2 separate regions of the Gasterosteus aculeatus genome follow, and region 2 is linked to region 1. The links are chromatin contacts, called in public Hi-C maps. All regions are on one chromosome and are shown on one strand. Each heading gives the region's core, a stretch centred on a gene start, on an enhancer-like site or on the middle of the called end of the contact. The rest is flanking DNA. Distances are from core to core; before and after follow the strand shown. Region 1 holds the start of rgs17 (regulator of G protein signaling 17). Region 2 overlaps map3k21 (mitogen-activated protein kinase kinase kinase 21).

Evidence for each region. A called contact is a pair of places that touch in the nucleus more often than the background predicts.
Region 2: a contact with region 1 is called in a Hi-C map of skeletal muscle, with 3 times the contacts expected there. The contact joins the enhancer-like site here to the promoter of rgs17 in region 1. A contact is called at or near these places in 3 of 6 Hi-C or Micro-C datasets (skeletal muscle and whole body).

What each region holds. Positions count from the first base shown.
Region 1 is chr6:15,689,339-15,695,855 of fGasAcu3.hap1.1, forward strand. rgs17 (regulator of G protein signaling 17) reads left to right here and starts at 1,916. Exons shown (of 6, transcript XM_040177930.2): 1 at 1,916-2,272; 2 at 4,027-4,208. The coding sequence starts at 4,206.
Region 2 is chr6:15,735,820-15,742,016 of fGasAcu3.hap1.1, forward strand. map3k21 (mitogen-activated protein kinase kinase kinase 21) reads left to right here. Exons shown (of 9, transcript XM_040179109.2): 2 at 3,350-3,530; 3 at 3,624-3,772; 4 at 3,917-4,092; 5 at 5,354-5,594; 6 at 5,695-5,817. Among protein-coding and RNA genes, the nearest start is that of map3k21, 9.9 kb to the left of the region's middle. Within about 2 kb of position 3,677, at least 1 of the 9 cell types and tissues checked has open chromatin away from gene starts, as enhancers often do.

The DNA of each region.
Region 1 (6,517 bases), core at 666-3,165:
TTATATACATGCGGGATATTATGTTTTGCTCTTGGTTACAAATGCCGAACATTTTTGTCTTAAAGGCATCTAATAAACTCCAACCACTATGACCGAAATGAGTTTGGATGTCTTTCTTTAATTTGTGGGGAATTAAATGTATACGTTATAAGTAAACGGTAACATTCTGGTATTTATAATGCAAAAACAGTAATCGTATGGTAAGAAACTGTAATCCAATATACAACATACCGTAACATACCGTAAATTACGGTAGGGCACTGTAAATAAAACGGTAAGTTACTAGCGTCGACTGACAGTAAATTGCAGTTAATTCACAGTAAAATTTGTTCAAGTTTACGGTAACATACAGTAATCCATTTTACGGTAACATAGTATAAAAACCATTTACGGTATTATACCATAAAACAACAGTAAATTCCTGGCGTCCTTGCTGCCAGTAAAATACCGTTAATTTACGGTGAAATTTTTTCAGAGTGTGTCGCTCTTGACATTATCACATAATCAGCATGAGCAGTTATCAGCTCATGTGGAGAAAAACCGCATGTGATCCGAGCCCTTTGAGGGAACACACAAAATGCATCTTCTCGACTTCCCTCTCATGACCTTTCCATCACGCTCATCGATCCTCACATTGAAATATTACGAGTGGCAGATGCACAAAGATGATGACCGATAAATATATGAAATACCCAAATTACAGTACTGGTTGTATGCTTACATCAGCTAAGAAGAAGTGCTTTAACAATACTTATGTAGATTTTTGATGTGAAAAGCACCAATCCATGAGACGTGCATCGCAAAACGCGGTGTGATTTCTGTCAGCCGAAAGCCGCTCGCTGTCAGTGTGTAATACTTTTCAAATAATTCATGCAAAGTTAACATGCAGATTTACTGCAATTAGGCTTTCCTAGTGCTGTATGGCAGGTGTGCGCGTGTGTGTGTGTGCGTGTGTAATTTGTGTGTGAGGGGGGGAGAGAGAGAGAGCAGAGTTTTGGTGCCCCCCTGTGTTAACCGTAGGAAAATAGTCCGAACGATCAGTGGTTACTCTCACGCTGCAGAAGCACATTGACGGAGTGGAACTATACAAATAAACAATAAAAGGAGCAAATAGTCTCAAATAGTCATTATTCTTGAAAAATTATAAATAATTTGATGTTATAAACAATGATGTAGCTCACATTGTGTCTAATGATTTGAGATCAAATGTAAATGGGATGTATAAGGAAATGAATACAGTAGATAAATACACCAATTAAATAATTAACCTTTCGCATGCCAGGAAATATTATTGGTGTCAAATGTAGCATAACCATCTCGCTTGCTGTCTGCAGCCAAAATGATTGCCCATTAAAAAGAAATTACAGAGACGTTTATTTCTTTATGTAGAAAATAGATTTAGCCTTTTAACCACTTCTACGGCCTGAAACACAGTCTCAACCTACTCTTGTCTGATCCAAAGCCATGTGCTGCTGTTTCACCTGACATCTCATTTTAAATCACCCATGACTTTTAAAATTGAATTTTCATCCCTTAGGGAGGAGAAAAAGATTAAGATAAGGAAGAAAATAACCAAGAAGTCCTTGATCATTCCTTACGGACACATTCACATAAATGTCCACTAACTCACAGATAACATCACAGAATAACGACATATATAAAATGCACAGTAGACCCATTATAATACGAATATGTTAGAAAACCAGTTACCCATAAAACAACTCTTCAATTACTGAAGCGCTTTGATGTAATGCGTGAGTTTAAATATGCAGTATATATTATTCACTGGATTATAACCTGAGGATGCATGTGCTCTTATATGAATAGCGACCTTCTAAACTTCACACTGTGGCTATCCTCTTCAGACCGGTTTTATTTAATGACTTGAATGGACAGATGTTTTGTTCTTCATGCAAAACGTTTGACTTCAACCAATGCAGCATAATCGCGATCGAACGAATACTGTGGCGTTTTCGGGCTTTGTCGCGCACGCTGGTCGTGCAACGTGACCCTCTGCACATTGCAGAACCTTCACGTGGAGCCTCGGCAGTGCATCTTCTCACAGAGCGGCGGCGGCGGCAGCAGCGCGCCTGCGCAGTGCATCCAGGGGCTCGGCGGCGTTCGGTGCTGAAGTGGGGCGGATGGCAGAAAAACAGCCGGCGATGGACCTTTCACCGCAGGATTCCCGCTTACCATGTCGCTAAATAAGCACCGGGACGTCGCGTTTATCGCACCCGCCACCCCGGGGACACCGACGGCCCGACGCGAAGCGGTAAGATGCTGGTTGTCGCGCGCTAATGCTCCGCGCGGAGCGGGGGCTAGCTGACGTTAGCACGGGGCTAGCTGCCGTCACTGCTGCTGCTTCTCAGCTGCCACCTCCTCCTCCTCCACCTCCACCACCACCACCACCGCCTCCTCCTTCCAGCTGCCGAGAGATAGCGTACCTCTGGCTGTTGGCTAACGCTAGCGAAGAGAAAGTGGCTGGTGTTTGAGTTCTAGAAAGAAGAAGAAAAAGAAAAGAAAAAAACAGAAAATTCGCTGCGACGGTCCTCTGCGTGCAGCCCCCCGCCCCTCTCTCCCTCTCTCCCCCTCTCTCTCTAATCCGGTTAACACCCCCTGGTTGTCAGCTGGGAGGGGGGTCTCCTCTCCCTTCACCCCCCCCCGCACCCTGCAGGAGGGGGGGGGTCGGGGGTCCCAGCGTTGCACTGAGGGTCCGATGAGCGGACTCTGTTTACCCGGTGAAACGCGCGGGCCCAGCGGACGCTCTCCGCCTCCTTCTCCCGGTCAGTCAGGCAGGAGGCCACGCACGAGTTGTGTTGCTTGACGTTGGTCGCGAGAGGCCAGGTTGTGTTGTTGTTGTTGTTGTTGTTGCCCACGACATCCTGCGAGACTTCCTCACGTGCGCGTCGGGCGAAGATGTGTGAGTCAGAGTCAACATGGCTGCTGTGTGTGTGTGTGTGTGTGTGTGTGTGTGTGTGTGTGTGTGTGTGTGTTCCTATGATGTTGTGTGACATCATGTGAAAACATTCAGACTGATCGTGGTTATTGATGATGGTTTTATATGCTGGACTGCAATAAACAATTCATTTTATTATCCATCAATTAGCCAGTTGTTGCCTGTTTAGGGTTATGGGCAAGAGTGAAAGATCCAAGGTGACATCTTCAAATACTTTTTTTCTGAGAAATGGTCCAGTTTAATTACTTACTATCTAATTACTTCAGTCTCCGGATTATTTTTCTGTCAATGTCTTGATTAACTTATTTCACTCAGCGTGCTGCTAAAGTGACTGGTGTCCATCTTCTCCTGGCACAACGCACAACTACAATTTCTGCTTCTCGACATCAAAGGGACAATACGTCGTGTCCACGCAACTGAAGACAAAAATATGTGAAATGTAAGTGGGGTAAAACAGAAACATAGCAGTCAATGAACCTTCAATAAAACAGTTTAATATGATTTTCCAGCGTTGATGTTCCACATGCAAACACTTCTGCCGTTGTGAGGCAAGCAAGTCGTTCTGAACAGTAATTCCTGCGTGAGAACATGCGGCGTGACGGCGACCCGGGAAGCGCCGTCGCCTTCGGGCTCTCAGTCAGTTTGCGTCAGCGACCAAATCTGGCTAACGGCCTCTGACTGTGATTGACTGGTGGGGTCGTGACACCACCGATGAGCTTAATCCTTCAGAGCTGTCAGAGCTGCTCGTGATGATGATGATGATGATGATGATACTGCATTTGGTTTATTTCCTGATACTTCGTCCGGTTTTGACAAGCATGTCACAGCCGAGTCAGTTGATACGTTGGGCAATAAGAACATCTTAAATAACTAAAAACAAAGAATGTTTTATTTTTTGGTTAAACAGTCAAACTAATTGTTTTAGCGCCTTAAAAACTGACTGACGTCATTTGTCCAGCAGAGCGCACTGCCAAGTTTGTTCTTCAACTTTAAAGTACTGCATTTTTATTTACATAGCCGGGATAAAATAATCCCGTTGTGACTGTTTTGCCCTCGTTTTTTCTTCTCAGATGCTGCATCTTCAACGCTCCCTGTAGTCTCGAATCCACAAATGAGCCTTTCACCGACATCCTAGGCAGCCTAGGAGGGGACGGCGAGTGAAACGCGAGAGGAGCAGGGGAGGCGAGGAGAGGAAGCGCTCGCGCCTCAGAGCCGCTCTCGTGTCCCATTTTGTGCCGCTCCATCAGGGATGGTGAGACCAGTAACCCCTCTTCTTTCCAGCGAGCCGATCAGAAGCCCAGACCAGCCGGTCACTCCGTAACCGCGCGCCATGACCGCTCGGTCTGACCTGTTTGTAGGGAATCACTAATTCATTGTGAGTTTAAATCGGACATGTTGTCATTAAGCTGATCGATGAGACCGTGGAGCTTCGGAATGAGAGACAGCGGAGAGGGACGTCGTGATTTGTGTTTAAAATCAAGCGGATGAAGACAAAAGAAACATGTCTGACCAAGAGCTGGTTTAAGTGTCATCCACGAGGCGCAAAATGTCTCCACAGTAAAAAAAAAAGCGAGCTTGTTCATTCTGGTACGACCGGTTAGCGATCGGCGGTTTTGGAGGTTCAAGGTTTTCTCTTTGGCTCTCTGTGCTCCCTGTGCCGCCCAATTATCAGATCAAAGGAGAAAACGAAAGGCAGCAGCACAGCAGCTCACTGTAGTCAACCTTTTACGTCGTGTCCCTTTAACACCAGTTGAACATTTTCAAAAAGTAGCTTTTCCTACGTCTTTCAATCACATCTCAGTGGATGAAATGTTCCCTCGTCGTCAACTCCACAACAGCTGATTGTTGGCAAACTGCATCCGCTGAGGGAGACCATGGGATGGACACGTGGACTCGGAGGATGACACGTCCCGCTGTGAGCAGTCGTTGCTAGATGTGCATAGAACGACGTATTGCTGATCGTACCCCTTTTTGTAAAGCCGTCGTAGTGTTTGTGTTCCTCATTGGCCAGTGAGTGCTGCTCAGTGAGGGTATGAATGAACAAACTTGTGTCCAGCACACAGTGTTGTCGGGATTAGACGGATTGATAGGAGGACGTTTTGTGTTAATGAATAAAATCGGCCTACTTTTTAAACAGATCTTGTTGCTAGTTTGTTGTTTTTGTGTGTGTGTGTGCGTGTGTCATCACATCCAGGATGTATTTGTAATTCCACTCTATATTTGCATGTCACCTCGCTGTCGTTTGCATCCAACGGCACTGTTTTTCCACGGCTGCCGTCTGGTCGCTGAACAGCTGACGGCCGCTCTGACCGCCGGCGACATTTGCATACTGGGCAGGTCGCCCCGGCCTAAACCGCTGCGTGCTGCACCGCCGCCGTGGTCGACGGCGTGGGCGCGCGTAGACAGGACGAGAGAGGTGGCTCCCCCGCCTGATAATCAAAAGTTAACCGATATTTGGATAATTAAGTATTTGATTTGAGCCATGGCTTTGCAGGTAAGATGTGCTGGACTGCAGTTCGTTAATGTGCTTTTTTTTTTACATTTCACCGCCCGGTCAAATTAAGCTTAAGTGCCTCAAATGGCGGAGATCATTATCATCTTTTCCATGGGAGATAGATTTATTCTGACATCTGCTTCCTGGCTGATATTCATAGTGTTTCCTGGTGTAGATTTTTCCTGTTATAGTTAAAAAGGGGTAAAGGGGTTTTTACGGGCTTATTTAGGTCCTTAAAAGCCAGCCGAGTGTAATCTTCTGCTCGAACAAACCACAACTATCGTGTGTGCGGACAAAAACGTCTGTGGACTTTTCTCTCGCGCACATTTAAGTGTCAGAGAAACAAATCACATCACTTTTTAATCTATTTTTTAAACAGGAGATGCTGGTCCACTGCTGCCTCTGTCAGTTCATTGGTATCTTCATTATGTGACTTTGTGCGATCCGAGCTAACTCACAACACAAAGAAGCTGACTGACTGAAGTGTAACCACCATCTACACTAAAGAGGTTCACACTTGTTTTATCCGAGAACTTGCTTCATTTAGTCTCTTCTTTTGTCTTCGTGTACCTTTTCGAATACCTTTCTTTATAAACTCTTCTCCGGAAGGTCTGCTCTGAGATGGCCTGTGAAAGAAATGTGGTGCTCCTTCTGCAAAGGTCGTTCTCACGCAATGGGGACACTCGGGCTCGTGAATGGCTCGTCCCGCTGGGCGGTTTTCCGTGGGTCGCTGGACGCCCAGATACCCAAACGTGTGTGCATGAGCGTTGAAAAGGAGTTTCACGCTACGTCCCCTGTACGCTTTGGTTGTCCCTGCTTCGATCCTCGTCTCCTGCCTCAGCAAAGGGTGTCGCGCATTCTAAATCGACGGCCAGTCAGTTCATTTGTGTGCGTACTCGCGATCACTTGTGAGTGTGTATGTGTGTGTGTGTGTGTGCGTAATTTGTCGACCCCGTTCCCCCTGAATGTGTAGTATCCGTCAAAGCCGAGACAAAGACGCGGATGGTGCCAGAAACGCTCGAACCGTACAAGGAAGTGAATCCTCTCTCTCTCTCTCTCTTATGGCG
Region 2 (6,197 bases), core at 2,427-4,926, 48 kb after region 1:
ACTGGCTTTGCAAATGCACTGCTCGCTACTGAAGACTTGCTATGTGCATATTTGATATTACATGGAATACTAAATACCATATTTTTAATACATGAGTACTTAGTTTAAATTAGGTTAATTTGTGTACAAACTTAAATAAGTAATAGTCAGTATACTCAATGAGGAAACGGCAACAGTGCTCCAAAACATTTTTATTAATCTGTTTTTTTAAATACCTGCTGCAGCTTTGTTACACCTGAGGTATTTTAGTTTGTTGAATAGAGAAGAAATGGTTTGCCAAAGAAGTTTTTTTTTTTTTACCTTGAGGGGGAATAGGCGATGGGAAGAAGCGTGGGAGCCGCTTTGAAGGCAGCAGCTCTGCTTCTGATCTGCCCACCGTTCCACCCTGAAAGATGTCTGCCTCAAGACCCACTGTTTGGGGAGGGGAATTAAAGGGGGGTTGGACTGAGGGTGGGGTCTGGCTGTGGGGCATATCCATCTCCAATTGCATTACGCTGCTCCACATTTTCTCCATTGAAAATAGTAAACTATATACTGAGACCTAAAAGTATCACCAGACTTTTTGCAGTGTGCAATAAAAAAATGTAGTTAATGCAATTGGTAAACCAGATAATATAACGGCAATGATAACATTATAGAGTACGCAGCTTTTATTCCATTCTGTATCCTTTTCAAATATTTTGGAGAGAAATACAGTTTACAAGCTTTTGTGGATTTAGTGGTTGGATAATTTTCTCCATATTTCTCCAGTATACCAACCAATTCAAAGATGTCGGGCATTTTCTGTGGCCTGTATTTATTTTTCTAATAACCCAAAAGAACTTGTTCAGCATATCTTCCAACGCGCAAAACAATACCCAAGAACGACGAGCCGCAGCTTTATTTAGTGCATTAGCACCAGTGTGAAGGCTCTAAAAGGTGCTAACTTTAAGGCGGGGTGTTGCCTAGGGCTTGACTTTTATGATTACCCAAAATAGAAGTTGGCCAGAACATCTTGTTCCTCTTTTTGAATGCAAATCCATGTGTTGTTTCAAGAGACCATCTGAGTATTTGAATTGGAATTTGGTAAATATGTGTAAATAGCAGAAGTGTTTTGGTACAGAAATCAAATGCAGAAATTGTGTAAAACTATCGACCCATTAAAAGGATGCAATCTATGCTACGTGCTGTACCTTTATGCCGTGCTTCTGAGCCGCTGCCCCACTGAAGGGGCTCGTCGGCGGCTCCTTAAATACCATCAAATTAACCAAATTGACAAAAAAATCACCTAAATCGTCTTGTCACCAGTATGCTACAGCAACCAATGATAAAGTAGCATGAATCGTTTCCATGCCTCCAACGTTAAAAAAAAAAGAACAACATTATTTTCTAATTGAGATTGTAGTATCTTGCTTAAACGGTGAATGTTGATGACTGATGTCTCATGTAAACATGGGTCGTCATGGGTGTGCTGGGAACTGCAAGGTTGGTGGTTCGAGTCCCAGCTGCCCCATGTCTCAAGTCGAAGTGTCCCTGAGCAAGACACCTAACCCCTAATTGCTCCCTGGGCAAAATGTGAAAAAGCCATGCGTTTAAAGTGTAATGTAAGTCGCTTTGGATAAAAGCGTCTGCTAAATGACCTGTAATGTAAACATGTAAATAATAACCTTCATTTATATCAGAGAATTCATGCATACAATGACAAGCGACAGTAGTCCTGTCGTAGACTTTTTACAATCCACGATCCATTGACAAAAACAACTAGCAGGCTAAAAAACATTCTAAGTAGTAATAGCTGCAGCCTCAATGACCTATTTCCTATTTTTAGAGGGTAGAGTGAGCGAGTGAAACCTCTAGGGGCCTGACTGAAGGATCGCGGCGCTACAAAGGAAGCATTTGCCGTGAAATTCTATAGGCCACTCAATGCAGAAGGGGTTATCCCAAGACTACTGTTCTTCTAACCCGGCGTAAGTCCTCATACGCGCTACGAGGTCCCTGAGCGGGAACCTGACAACAAGAAGTAGTATATCATTGGTCTGGTGAAACCTGTTTGTAATGGGTTTCCTATTGTTGCAGCCCGGGCAGAGGATCCCCTCCTTGCCTGAGGGGGGTAATGGCACCAATACCTGTTATTAGTAGAACCCATAGGAGTCTCACTGCGCCTAAAACGCAGCGCAAAATCAGTCCACCCTTTGTGTGTGTCTGTCTGTGTCCACTGAGCCGATTTTATTTTAGGTTGTAGTAAAAAAAGAATTACAAATTAAGCCAAACTTTGGGATCAGAGGTGAGGCGTTCAAAAATGAACTAAAACAAAACCATAAATCCTCATTTTAGAAGCTTGTTCTCAATGTTCGTCCTTTTTGGATTTCATCCAATAAACAAGATCAAGATCCGTCAGCTCACAACATCCGTTCTCTGTGTGTCTTCCATCAAGCCGTCAATCTTCTGTTCCTGGCCGCACACATTCACTATTGTTTGTAATGATCACAATGTGTGTCCAGCCAGGCTTTAGGGTCACGAAGTGTATTTCAGGTGAACCATTTAATCTTAAATAGTGGAAAAGACCAAACTTAAAGTGTGTGTGTGTGTGTGTGTGTGTGTGTGTGTGTGTTGCACATTCAGTCCAATGTCTGACGGAGCGAATCCAAGGTCAGTGACCGACACCGTGTAGCCGCTCCACTCGAGTCCCACTTCCACTCTCACAGATCAGAGCGTCTGCAGGAAGCTGTTAACAAGCAGCCTTATGAACTGAGCAACCTTCTCAGGTGTGCGCTGTGATGCACGTTGCGTGTCGGGTCGGGAACTCGTCTCAACGCCTCCACTAGTTTACCTTCGCACAGGAAGTTTTCCCACCATCTTCCCACCTAAGTGACGCTCGGCAAACCACTTTAAGAAATATCTTTGACTCAAGTTGAAATGACATGCTGTTAAATGTCCACAGCTGATAAGACATGTCCACACTGACCTGCCTGTAAATCATGAAATGGGACAGTTTGTAACACGAGATCTTTGCAGAGGCAAATGCACATTTTGATAAATAACAGCGAACAAAAGCATCAAGGAGTCTTGACTTTGGCGGCTGATACGCACCACTCGCGTCTTTTTGACAAAGACATGAGAGGAAGGTTTGTCAGTTATGGTTGTATTTTAATATTTTTTCACTGTGATGAAAAGATTGAATAGAAAGTTAGTCTGGGATCTATTTTCAGTTTTGAACTGCTGGTTGGACAAAACAAGACATTCAAAAATGTCACCTTGGTCTTTAGTCAGGTCTTATAGCGAATATCACGGCCGCAACCGTCACATCTGTCACTTTCATCCCGAACCATTTCATTCAGTCACTCACTGACGAGTCCCTCTCTCTTCTCAGTTTTATTACTTGAAACGATCGAGAACGACGACATCGGAAGGAAGACCCTGAAGATCACGGACTTCGGCCTGGCGAGGGAGTGGCACAAAACCACGAAAATGTCGGCGGCGGGCACCTACTCGTGGATGGCCCCCGAGGTGATCAAGTCCTCTCTTTTCTCCAAAGGCAGTGACGTGTGGAGGTACGACAAATGGCGCGCAGGACGCAGCACACCCCAGCAAGCATTTATCAAACCGTGTCACTGACCCTCCTGCTAAATGTCCTGCGTTGTCAGCTATGGCGTGTTGCTGTGGGAGCTGCTCACGGGGGAGGTTCCGTACCGCGGGATAGACGGCCTGGCTGTGGCCTACGGAGTGGCTGTCAATAAGTTAACTCTTCCAATCCCCTCCACCTGCCCCGAACCCTTCGCCAAGCTCATGGAAGGTAAATGTGTAACGGAACCATAATGATAATGCTGCGGGACGGAAACGGTTCAATGGACTTTTGTCTTCAGAATGACATGAGACGACCGTTACACGCAGTTATGTACCTAACTAACATGTACCGTGTGTGTGTGTGCTCGTCCAGAGTGCTGGGACCAGGACCCCCACGTGCGTCCCTCCTTCTCCTGCATCCTGGAGCAGCTGTCGGCCATCGAGGAGGCGGTAATGGCCACCATGCCCCAGGACTCTTTCCACAGCATGCAGGATGACTGGCGCGTGGAGATCCAGGAGATGTTTGACGAGCTCAGGACCAAAGAGAAGGTGGGACGGGGCGATGAAGACCTTACAGCTTCCTCACCAGATGTGGTTAGAAGTTAGAAACCCGACGTGCCAATTATGAGGCAGACCTTCCATCCCTCATTTGTGTCTGTATTTTTACACACCAGTAGTAACACACGTTGACTGATTGCTGAGGTTTATCTGAGCTTGGGCAGCTTTTTATGGACTTAATTGGTTACTTTCAGTGGAAACGCTAATTGCGCGTTAGACAAAAAGTGTGATTAATGCCCGGGCGCTTCAGCAGGCTTCCCCTTGTTAAAACCTTAATCTGCTTCCTGTTTAAGTCTCCCATTGCTGGCTTAAAGCGGGGGGGGTAATTAGTGTTTGTAGAGACTGCAGGATCAGCACAAAGAGCTGAGTCAACAAATGGTGAACTGAATGACACAGATACTAAAAAGTCCTAAAACTTTAATTTATGCCTTTTTTATTTGATAGTTATATATTTTTAGTGTTATACATTAATTTATTAGAAATGTTCTGTTGTGTTAAACCACATTTTTAACACGTATCTTTTGTGTTAATCACATAAGGCCTTAAAAAGCCCTATAAAGCTTGTTTGTTATGTAAACCATAAATCATGAGAAGGAAGAAACAAATAGCTTAGAGCATAATCTAACATTTACACATGGCACATTACCTTCCCCCAAACGCCCCGCAGTAATCTGCGTCTAGGTGGGTGGCCGAAGTGCTTGACTGGAAAGCTACTTTATGCAAGTCATCCAGTAAGGATTATTATTACTCAACTGCGAGCAGTTAAAGGGAAATTGGGGGGACGTGACTGGTTAGCTTGGTAAAAACGGCCTGAAACAGCAGGCAGTAATCTCCCTGAAGGAAGCGTTATTCAATACACTGCTGCCTCCTTTTTCTGTTTTTCCCCTTGTTACATAGGATTCATAGGCTCGATGGTGGCGCGTGGAGTAGAGAGGGTGCGCTGGGAACCGCAAGGTTGGCGGTTTGAGCCCCCGTGTCCCTGAGCAAGACACCTAACCCCTAATTGCTCCCCTCGGGAAAAATGTAAATAGCCATGGGTTAAAAAATGCGATGTAAGTCGCTTTGGGTAAAAAGTGTCAGCTAAATGACCTGTAGTGTAATGATTCATGAGACGTGTTACCACCTGTTGATTTGCAATGCATTCTCATCGGTCTTACAAGAGAGTTGTGTCTTACCGGCTGAGAAACATTCATAAAAAAGGCGTGTCTGTGCGATCTAACGACCCGTGCGTCCCGGCGCCGCGTTCCTCCAGGAGCTGCGATCCCGAGAGGAGGAGCTGACGCGGGCCACGCTCCAGCAGAAGTCTCAGGAGGAGCTCCTGAAGCGCCGCGAGCAGCAGCTGGCCGAGCGGGAGATCAACGTGCTGGAGAGGGAGCTCAACATCCTCATCTTCCAGCTCAACAAAGACAAGCCCAACGTGAAGAAGAGGAAAGGCAAATTCAAGCGTTCCCGCCTCAAACTGAAGGACGGAAACCGCATCAGCCTGCCCTCAGGTGGGGGAACGCGCCGCACATTTATTCTCCCAAATCCACACTTTCATTTCATTGCCGTTTCCTCTTCAAATATCAATTAGTTGTATATTGCATTTTGCAGACTTCCAGCATAAGATCACTGTGCAGGCCTCGCCTTCCATGGACAAGAGGCGGAGCCTTCACAGCACCAGCTCCTCTCCTCCCAGCAGCCCCACGCTCATCCCCCGGCTACGAGCCATTCAGCGTGAGTCCTGTTCCTTTTGTTCTCTTAAGTAGTCAGCAGTTCCAGTGTCCCGGCGGCGAGAGGCGTGTGAACGAGAGCTCCCGAGCCACGAGCAGCCAGTTGTTTGGACAGTTTGGTCACGCACCAACGGCCCGCCAGTAACAACTTCCTGCTCAGCATCTACGCGCAATGATGATGTTCAGACGTGAAGCGCCGATTGTGGCTCAGAATCGCTGTTTGTTTTGATGGGAGGAATATTTCATGACCTGCGTGCGCGCGAGTGTGTGTGTGTCTTTGTGCGCGCGTGAGAGACAACACAGAAACATAGGTGCACAAAACATGCAATTAAATGAAGAGCAAACAATTATTCTAACTACCAAGAAATAATGCACTTTTTTAAA